2 separate regions of the Mus musculus genome follow, and region 2 is linked to region 1. A link is a contact called in public Micro-C data. All regions are on one chromosome and are shown on one strand. The core of a region is the stretch at or near the end of the contact, and the rest is flanking DNA. Distances in the headings are between cores, read along the strand shown.

Region 1 (3,815 bases), core at 574-3,073:
AGCTTTCAACAAAGTAAGCTATTGTTAGGGGCGCTGGAGTCCAAGGAAAGCCCTTGGATTCATGTCTCTATAATTCTAAAACAATCACACTTCCTTTATTCTCCTTCTCTTCTCTCCACTGAGTCTCTAGTACCAGCTCCCACATTATACAGACTGGGAGGTCGTGGATGAGGGAGGGCTTGCTTGAGATCATATGAGGGTCCCTAGAAACAACCAGACTCCATTTTAGGTGTTCAGGTATCACTTCCAGCAACCCATATTCTCCTCACTTCCCTGCACGTTGGGTTATAGTTAACTGTAACCAAGCACTCTTGCTTACCACTTGAGGGTTTAAAGCACGGAAGGTACCCGAGAAGGACTTAAGGCTTTTAAGGAACTTCATGAGTCACCAACCAAAGATGCCATGGATGTATCTCCTCTTTGACTCGAACACGGAGCTCCCAACCGTATGCTGCAACCCCAGAGAGAAGGCATATCCAGCTGCTAGAACGGGACAGCGCAACTGGCTTAAGAGGAAATGGATAGCTCTCATAAGGAAGACGCGGGTCCTACTGGTTTCCCCTGGCTGTGCTTTGTTTGGGAGTTTCTAAGACCAAATCTCCAAAAACCGGTTCTTTGCCTGTCCTTAGTCCCCCAAACAGCGCTCATCTCCACCATTTGCTGCCTGGACAGAAATCCGGCCTCTTCTGCATCTGCAATCCCATTTAACCAATCCCCCACGCGTCCCGCCCCCACTTTTGGTAGATCCCTTGAAGTCCCTCCTCCGCACGTGGCCCAGCCCAGGGATCTCTGCTCCCCTTTCGCCCTGAGTTTGGCGTTAGAGCTCTTTCCCACCACCTTGGGTTGTGAGCTCTCAGACACCAGTACATCCGTGGCGACTGAGCGGGCTGTGACGAGACCCCCAAGTGCGGAAAGGAGGTGTTTTCGCCTCCCTGAAACCTTCCAGACCCGTTCAGTGTAAACCGCCTCTGGTTTGTGTCAACATCCGAGGCCGGAGACTGGCGGCGGCTGGGAACCGGCTCCATCTAAGCGACGGGAATGCGGGAGGGTGGGGAATGGAGCAATGCTTGGCGTACTGTAAAGGCTCCTTCTGGAGGAGAACCAACAAGTCTTTTTAGGGGTCCTCGAGAAGTAAGGATAGAGCCTGACAAGAGATCTGACTTAGAGTTGTGGGGGTGGCTGGAGGGAGCCCACGCCCTCGTGTGTCTAGGTAGAGGATACTTCCACATCCACCCAGCTCGTGCCGCACCCACCCTCCCCTCTGCTAAACGGCGGGAGAGGAGTGGGTGTGGAGGGGCACTGGTGCAAAGCCGCGAGTTCTTGACCACCCCATCTCCCCTTTTCCACCTTGCCACTCCGCAGCTCCTCATTGATCCCCTCCAGGTACGGGCAGGACAAGAGACGGGGTCGCATCTTATGAATCACCCCCTATCTTACCCCCACCCCCGCTGGGGCCCAGGAAGAGAAGGCTTAGAAATTCAACTGTGGTTCTTCTGTTCCCATAGCAACGGTGCGGTTGTTTTTTGCGAATCCACTTTAATCATCGGTACTTTTCGCTCCAAACTGTGACCCAGGCTCTGAGCCTCAGGGTTGAGGAACAGATGGGGGTACAGCCCTCTACAATCCTGGCGACTCCGGGAAGGTCAGCGCGGGCGGACGGGCGGGGCGCGCTCTTGTGGTAGCCTAGACTCACAGGCCACCCCATCCCCACCTGAAACCCTGCCTGTCACTCGGTGCCAGCCGAACCAATCGATGTCCAAAGTTGCTGAGAGGAGGCGGGTCTTATGCAAATCGTGTCGCCTTCGAGAAGCAAATAGTGATACAAGAACTGGGGAGGCGGCTCCGACGCGGACCCTACAGAGCCTGTCGTCCGCCTGATAGCCAGCCTTGTCCCCGCGGCCGCCCAAGCTCGGAGCCATCTAGCGACTCGGCGAGCGGCCTCAGGTAATGAGGGTGGGGCCGGGCCCTAGAAGCAACCTCGCGGGGCGGAGGCCCTGAGCCCCTCCTCCTCCGCCTTCCACTCCCATCCTCATCTGCTCAGATCCATCTTTCTGACCCTGGGTCTGTCATAGGTGGACAGCCATCTGGGAAGCCCGCCTTGGGCCAGGAACTTTCACTTCAAGCCGGGTCTCCAGTTCAAGAAGGAGGTACAGCTGCCTCCTTACCCCCAGCTCAGGTAAGAACAACCATTCCTCTGGCTCCAGTGCAAACACACGCGCACGCGCGCGCACACACACACACACACACACACACACTCTTACTTGGGGGTGTGTGGTGTCACTGGTGCTAGAAGAGAGGTTTCAGTCACCCTGTGTTCTCTTGCCTCTAGAACCAAGCCTCATGGAAACCTCTACTTGGAGGTAGCCCACACCGACACCAATAGTTCACTGTCATTCCCATCTCAGGGTCTTGTTCCCCAAAAGACCTCGATAGCAAATTCATTCTCTGACTACACTCTCTCTGCCCCTTATGCTGACAGCTCACAGCATACCTAAGGAAAGGATGAAGACCCCTGAGGCTCCTACTCCAGACCCATTCACCATCTCCCTTCTAGTAGCCTCCCAACTAGACAGGGGTTCCACACTCTTCTTCCTTTATCTTGCTTGGAGCATAAACCAGGGTTGCTCCTCCCAGAAGACCACCCCATAGCTCTAGCCTTTAAACCTCATCATCCCTCACACAGGAACGCACCAGGTCCTCTCTCTGTAACCCGGTCTTCTCTGTTCCTTTTGTGCCTGTTGCTCCCTCTCTCGGCTTCCTGTTGTTTGCAGAGATGAAGCCAAAGATGAGTCCATGTGGGCTCATTTTCTCCTTTCCCTATGTCTGAATGAGAAAGCAGAAGAGTGCAAGCCTTGCCTTCGCCTCGATCTCTGCTTGACTTTAGCCAAGGCTTTTCCCTCTCAGATTCTTCATGAGATAGGCAAAGAGCAGGACAGAGGAGGGTTCGATGAGATGGTCTTGAGTAGCCTTCCAGGTCTGACATATTCTGGTTCCACAGCTGATTACAGGAGAACAAAGCCCTGTTCAAACCATTAGGATATTTCTCAGAGGAGACCTGAGAGGCCCCATCCATCACTGTAGGGACATCCTTTTCACTCAGGCCAAGGTTCAGGCTACTCCCTCCTACATATCCTACAGCCTCATTCTCTTAGGGGCCTTTCCAGACCACCAGGCCACCCTGGCATGAAAGCTCCAAATTATAGGTGGTCAACACAGCTCACCTTGTATGAGTCACTTTTGCCTTTTATTATGAAGGGGAGGAACAAGACCTGGTTGTTACTGCCATTGCTGCTGCTTGTGGAAGAGCAAAGGGAGGAGAGGGAAAGAGAAAAATCTCCTGACCAGGGAGCTGTTGTCACCATGGCAACCGCTTCAGCACCAGCTTCTCTGAAGCTAGGCGAGGGTGTGGGATTATTGCCTCCTTCAGTCCCTCCTACTTTTTACTGTCATCTCTCCACTTGAACCCCCTAACCCCGGACCCCCTAGAAGAAGCCTCTGAGCACAGAGGAGGGGGCAGAGATTTTTGAAGCAAGGAGTACCTCCTCAAGTGAAGCATAGCCCTCCAGAAGGTACGACTTCAACAGAGCACGCACCCACATAGGCGCTGGTCTTTGCTTTGTAGCTGATGGGCTCCAGTTGACCTTGGGTGAACCTTTCTCTTCCCTGACTCTGAGTTCTATTGTCTTTGAAGTAGGCTTGATAGGAGATCACAGACAAACAAAACAGTGTGACATAGTACCAAGAGGAAGGGCATGTTGCTCTTCTCTCATAATCTAAGTGACATTCACTGAGCGTGACTATAGCCTAGGCTCTGC
Region 2 (3,815 bases), core at 815-3,314, 140 kb after region 1:
GGGACAAGATGGAGGGCTCCTCCTCCCGATCCGGGATCCACAGTTCTGTGTTTCTTGGCTGCAGTGAAGTAGCACCAGCTGCACTCTGGGTAGGATGCCTTCCTGTCCCATGTTTTCCTCCATGTTTCCTGACTCAGTTATGAGGGCAGCACTGGTGTTGAGACCTCCCAGGGAACCCTCTGCAGCCTGGTATGTGAATGTCACAGAAAGTGGGAGAGGGGGACCAGAGTTCTCAATGGTTAGGGACAGGACATACTGGCTCAAGTTAGGGTTTTTAATTAAGGTCACATGGCTCTCGATAGACACCATCTAGCAGAAGGAAGCTGGAGGAGCCAGTGTGGCACAGTGGTCAGGTGCTGCTAAGGATGTCCAGTTGTCACTAACTGGCAAATTAGCCCTGGAGGGCTCCTCAAGCATCAAGTTTAATCTGCTGCATGGGCTTGAGGTTGGGGGACACGGCAAATGAACAGGCTGTGGTGGCCTTGATGTCATCTACCGACGAGCCCTCCCACAGCTCCACCAGTGTCAGCCCCTTTGAGTGGTTCACTTCAAACACTGCCTTCTCAGTGATGATGAGGTCCACGCAGCGCTTGCCGGTCAATGGCATGGTGCATTTCTTCAAGATTTTGGGCTGCTTTGTCTTGGTGCAGTGTTCCATGGTGACTACAACTCTGGTCTTTTTACTAGACACCAAGTCCATGGCCCCGCCCATGCCCTTCACCTTCTTGCCTGGCACCATCCAGTTGGCCAGGTCGCCGTATTGAGAAACCTGCATGGCCCCAAGCATGGTCAGTTGGAGGTGTCCGCCACGGATCATGGCAAAAGAGTCATCGCTGGCGAAGAAACAGCCCCCGGGAACCACCGTCACTGTCTGCTTGCCTGCGTTGATGACGTCGGCATCTACCTCATTTTTCAAAGGGAACGGGCCCAAGCCCAGGATTCCGTTTTCACTGTGCAGGTAGACGGTCATCTTGGGGCTGATGTAGTTGCTCGCCAAGACAGGGATCCCGATGCCCAGATTGGCATACATGCCGTCCTGGAACTCCAGAGCCGCGCGCTTGATGATGCGCGTCCTGGAAGGGTCATTGTCTTTGCTCCCGGGCGCGGGCTTGCTGTCACGTGTGGTTAGGCGCTCGATGCGCTTCTCGAACTTCGGCCCCTTGATCACGCGGTCCACATAGATGTTGGGGACGTGGATGTCTTCCGGGGCGAAAGTACCCACGTCCACGATCTCCTCCACTTCCACCACCGAGATGTCCGCGGCCTTGCACATGGGCACATTGAAGTTGCGCGCGCTGCCCCTGAAGATCACGTTGCCGGAGCGGTCGGCCTTCCAGCCCTTGATCAGTGCGAAGTCAGCGCGGATAGCGTGCTCTAGCAGGTAGAAGCGGCCCTGGAACTCGCGTACTTCTCGCGGCTCACTTAGAGTAATCAGGTGGCCATCGGGCGCGTACCGGATTGGAGAGCCCCCTTCCTGCACCAGCGTTCCATAGCCTGTGGGCGTGTAGAAGGCGGGCACGCCAGTGCCACCCGCGCGGATGCGCTCGGCCAAAGTTCCCTGCGGCGTCATCTCCAGTTCCAGCTCGCCCGCCAGGTAGAGCTTCTCGCAGAGCGCGTTCTCCCCCAGGTAGGAGCACACCACGCGCCTGACCTGCTTGGAGGCCAGCAAGATGCCCAGGCCGAAGTCGTCCACGCCCACGTTGCTGCTGACGATCTTCAGGTCCTTCACGCCCTTGGTCTTCAGCGCACCGATCAGGTTCTCGGGGATGCCGCAGAGCCCGAAGCCCCCGAGCATGACGGTAGACCCGTCCTTGACGCCCTCCACCGCCTTCACCGGGTCCGTGTAGAAATGGACACTCCCGCTGCGGTCCGAAACATAGCGGCGGATAAGGCGGTGGGGCAGCGCGGGTGGTGGGCGGAGAGCAGATACCCCACGTGGGAGCGCCCAGGCCAGAAGCCTCAGCGCCGCCATCGTCCACGGCCACGGGGCTCCCAGCTCCGGGACAGAGAGAGAAAGGCCAGGTTCACCTTTGCAGAGCAGTGCACATTACCTCTGCGCTGCGTCACAGAGCAGGGAGGAGGATACTGCCAGGGATGGCCGTGGGTCTCACTCAGCTGAGGACACCCTTGGCCATCCCTGCTGCCCAGCCTGTCTCTCAAGAGCCTGGGACAGACACTGGAAACCCCTGTTTGGGACTCCATTGTACCTAAGAGAGCTCGCCCCAGGGCAGAGGTGGGGATGGGGCAGTTCCAGGTTAGGATCCCCCACTCCTGGAGGGAGGGCTGAAGTTAGCCGGTCTTTTAAAGCCACAGTCCCATCTGTCACTCCCTCCTGTTAAACTCTAAACTCTCCTAGCGCTGTGCCACGTTTCCCTAACTTAGAGTGACCCCTGCCCGCCACCTCCCTGTCCTCCCTTTCCAACCTATCTTCCAGCCTTTTGCTGGACTCCAGAGAGACTGTTCCTGCCCTGTTGTCCTTTCTGTCCTCCCTGCCCAACATAAGGAAATGTCCCAGGAAACCCCTGTGAGTGAAGTAGAAACATCTGTACCCAAGGAAACAGGCTTCCCTGCTGAGTTACAACTCTGCAGAGCTGTGATAGCTCTGAGCTCAGGAAACCTAGGGTGCAGATCCCCCCACCCCTCCTTCCTAGTACAGAACCTGTCAGAGTGGAGGCTTGCTGCCCAGAGAGAAGGACCCCTTTCCTGGAGGGGATCCTGGCTCTCAGGAGGTCAGTTGCTATGTATGAGGTGGACCAGAAGGCATTCCTGGCTGGGGCCTTCCCATGTCCAGGACCTGACCATTCTGCCCAAGTCCTCAATAAAGGCTAAACATCTCCCTCCCAACACCCACACAGTGAGAGGTCTCTGTGTACTAGCCCGGTGGCCTCTGCTGGAACCACCTCCCAAGACCCCAGGGCAGCTCCCTGCTAAGTCCTGGAGCCTCACCATCCGCGGTTTCCACATAGAGGCGGAGTCCCAGGTCCTTGTGATGGTTCAGCAGCCATCGGTCACTGGCTGCTGTGATGTCCAGCACCAGCCAGCCCTCGTCCCCAGATCGGAGCGTCTGAAGATCCAAAAAGAACAAGTCAGACTCCCTGTGGACATGAAAGGACAATTAACCAAGGGCCAAGGGAGGTTGGCACAGCTGCTTGTATCTTGTGCCTGCCTGGGGACCACTCTCAGAGTCTCTTCCCTGCTTGACTCTGGGCTGGTGTCTTTGGTTCCACATTTCCCTGATAATCAACCCTTGACATTTTAGAGTCCATGTGCTGATGGGGACACTGGCTCAGTGCTGTGACCTAGTGAGGGCCCCACAGCCAGAGTGACAGGGCAGGAGTTCCAGGCCAAACCCCTTTCTCATGTCTGAGGCCCCTCTCCCAGGAGACTTCCCTTTCCTTTCTTGGAAATGCACCCCCTGGACAGGACCCCTGCCAGAGACCATAAGGCTATGAGGTGGGGTGGGCACTGGGCAGAGGGACGGTACCTGTTGGAGTGCTCTTGGACCACTTCGAACATGCTGATGTGGAGGGTTGTGTTGAGCGGGTGGGTGCTGGGTTCTTTGTAGATCCGGAACTCAGCAGCTGTGACAGCCTCCCCAGCAGGGATCTGGGTTAGGTCAAAGTGGAATTCCTTCCAGTGTGGCTCCTGGTAGCCCAGGGTACGGTCGCGTTCCACTGGAAGACAAAGTGGGAGTGGGGTCATCACCAGGAGCCTGGATGGCTTGTGCTCAGAGTAGGACCCCAGGCAGCCTGGGTGGGGCCCATGCTTTCTCTACACACAGGCTTGTGGTCTGCCCTGGGTGCTCACCAGGTTTC

What was found. Hi-C and Micro-C count contacts between places; a contact is called where the count stands out from the background.
Region 2: a contact with region 1 is called in a Micro-C map of embryonic stem cells, with 1.6 times the contacts expected there. The contact joins the promoter of Oxct2a here to the promoter of Hpcal4 in region 1. A contact is called at or near these places in 4 of 39 promoter capture datasets (cranial neural crest, embryonic stem cells, liver and 1 more), 1 of 484 Hi-C or Micro-C datasets (embryonic stem cells) and 2 of 115 datasets of contacts at active chromatin or transcription factors (embryonic stem cells and pancreatic cancer cells).

What each region holds. Positions count from the first base shown.
Region 1 is chr4:123,181,681-123,185,495 of GRCm38.p6, forward strand. It overlaps Hpcal4 (hippocalcin-like 4), which reads left to right and starts at 1,824. Exons shown (of 5, transcript NM_174998.4): 1 at 1,824-1,944; 2 at 2,073-2,176.
Region 2 is chr4:123,321,615-123,325,429 of GRCm38.p6, forward strand. Oxct2a (3-oxoacid CoA transferase 2A) reads right to left here and starts at 2,065. Exons shown (of 1, transcript NM_022033.4): 1 at 261-2,065. The coding sequence starts at 1,972. The coding sequence ends at 410. Bmp8a (bone morphogenetic protein 8a) reads right to left here. Exons shown (of 7, transcript NM_007558.3): 2 at 3,485-3,674; 3 at 2,947-3,095.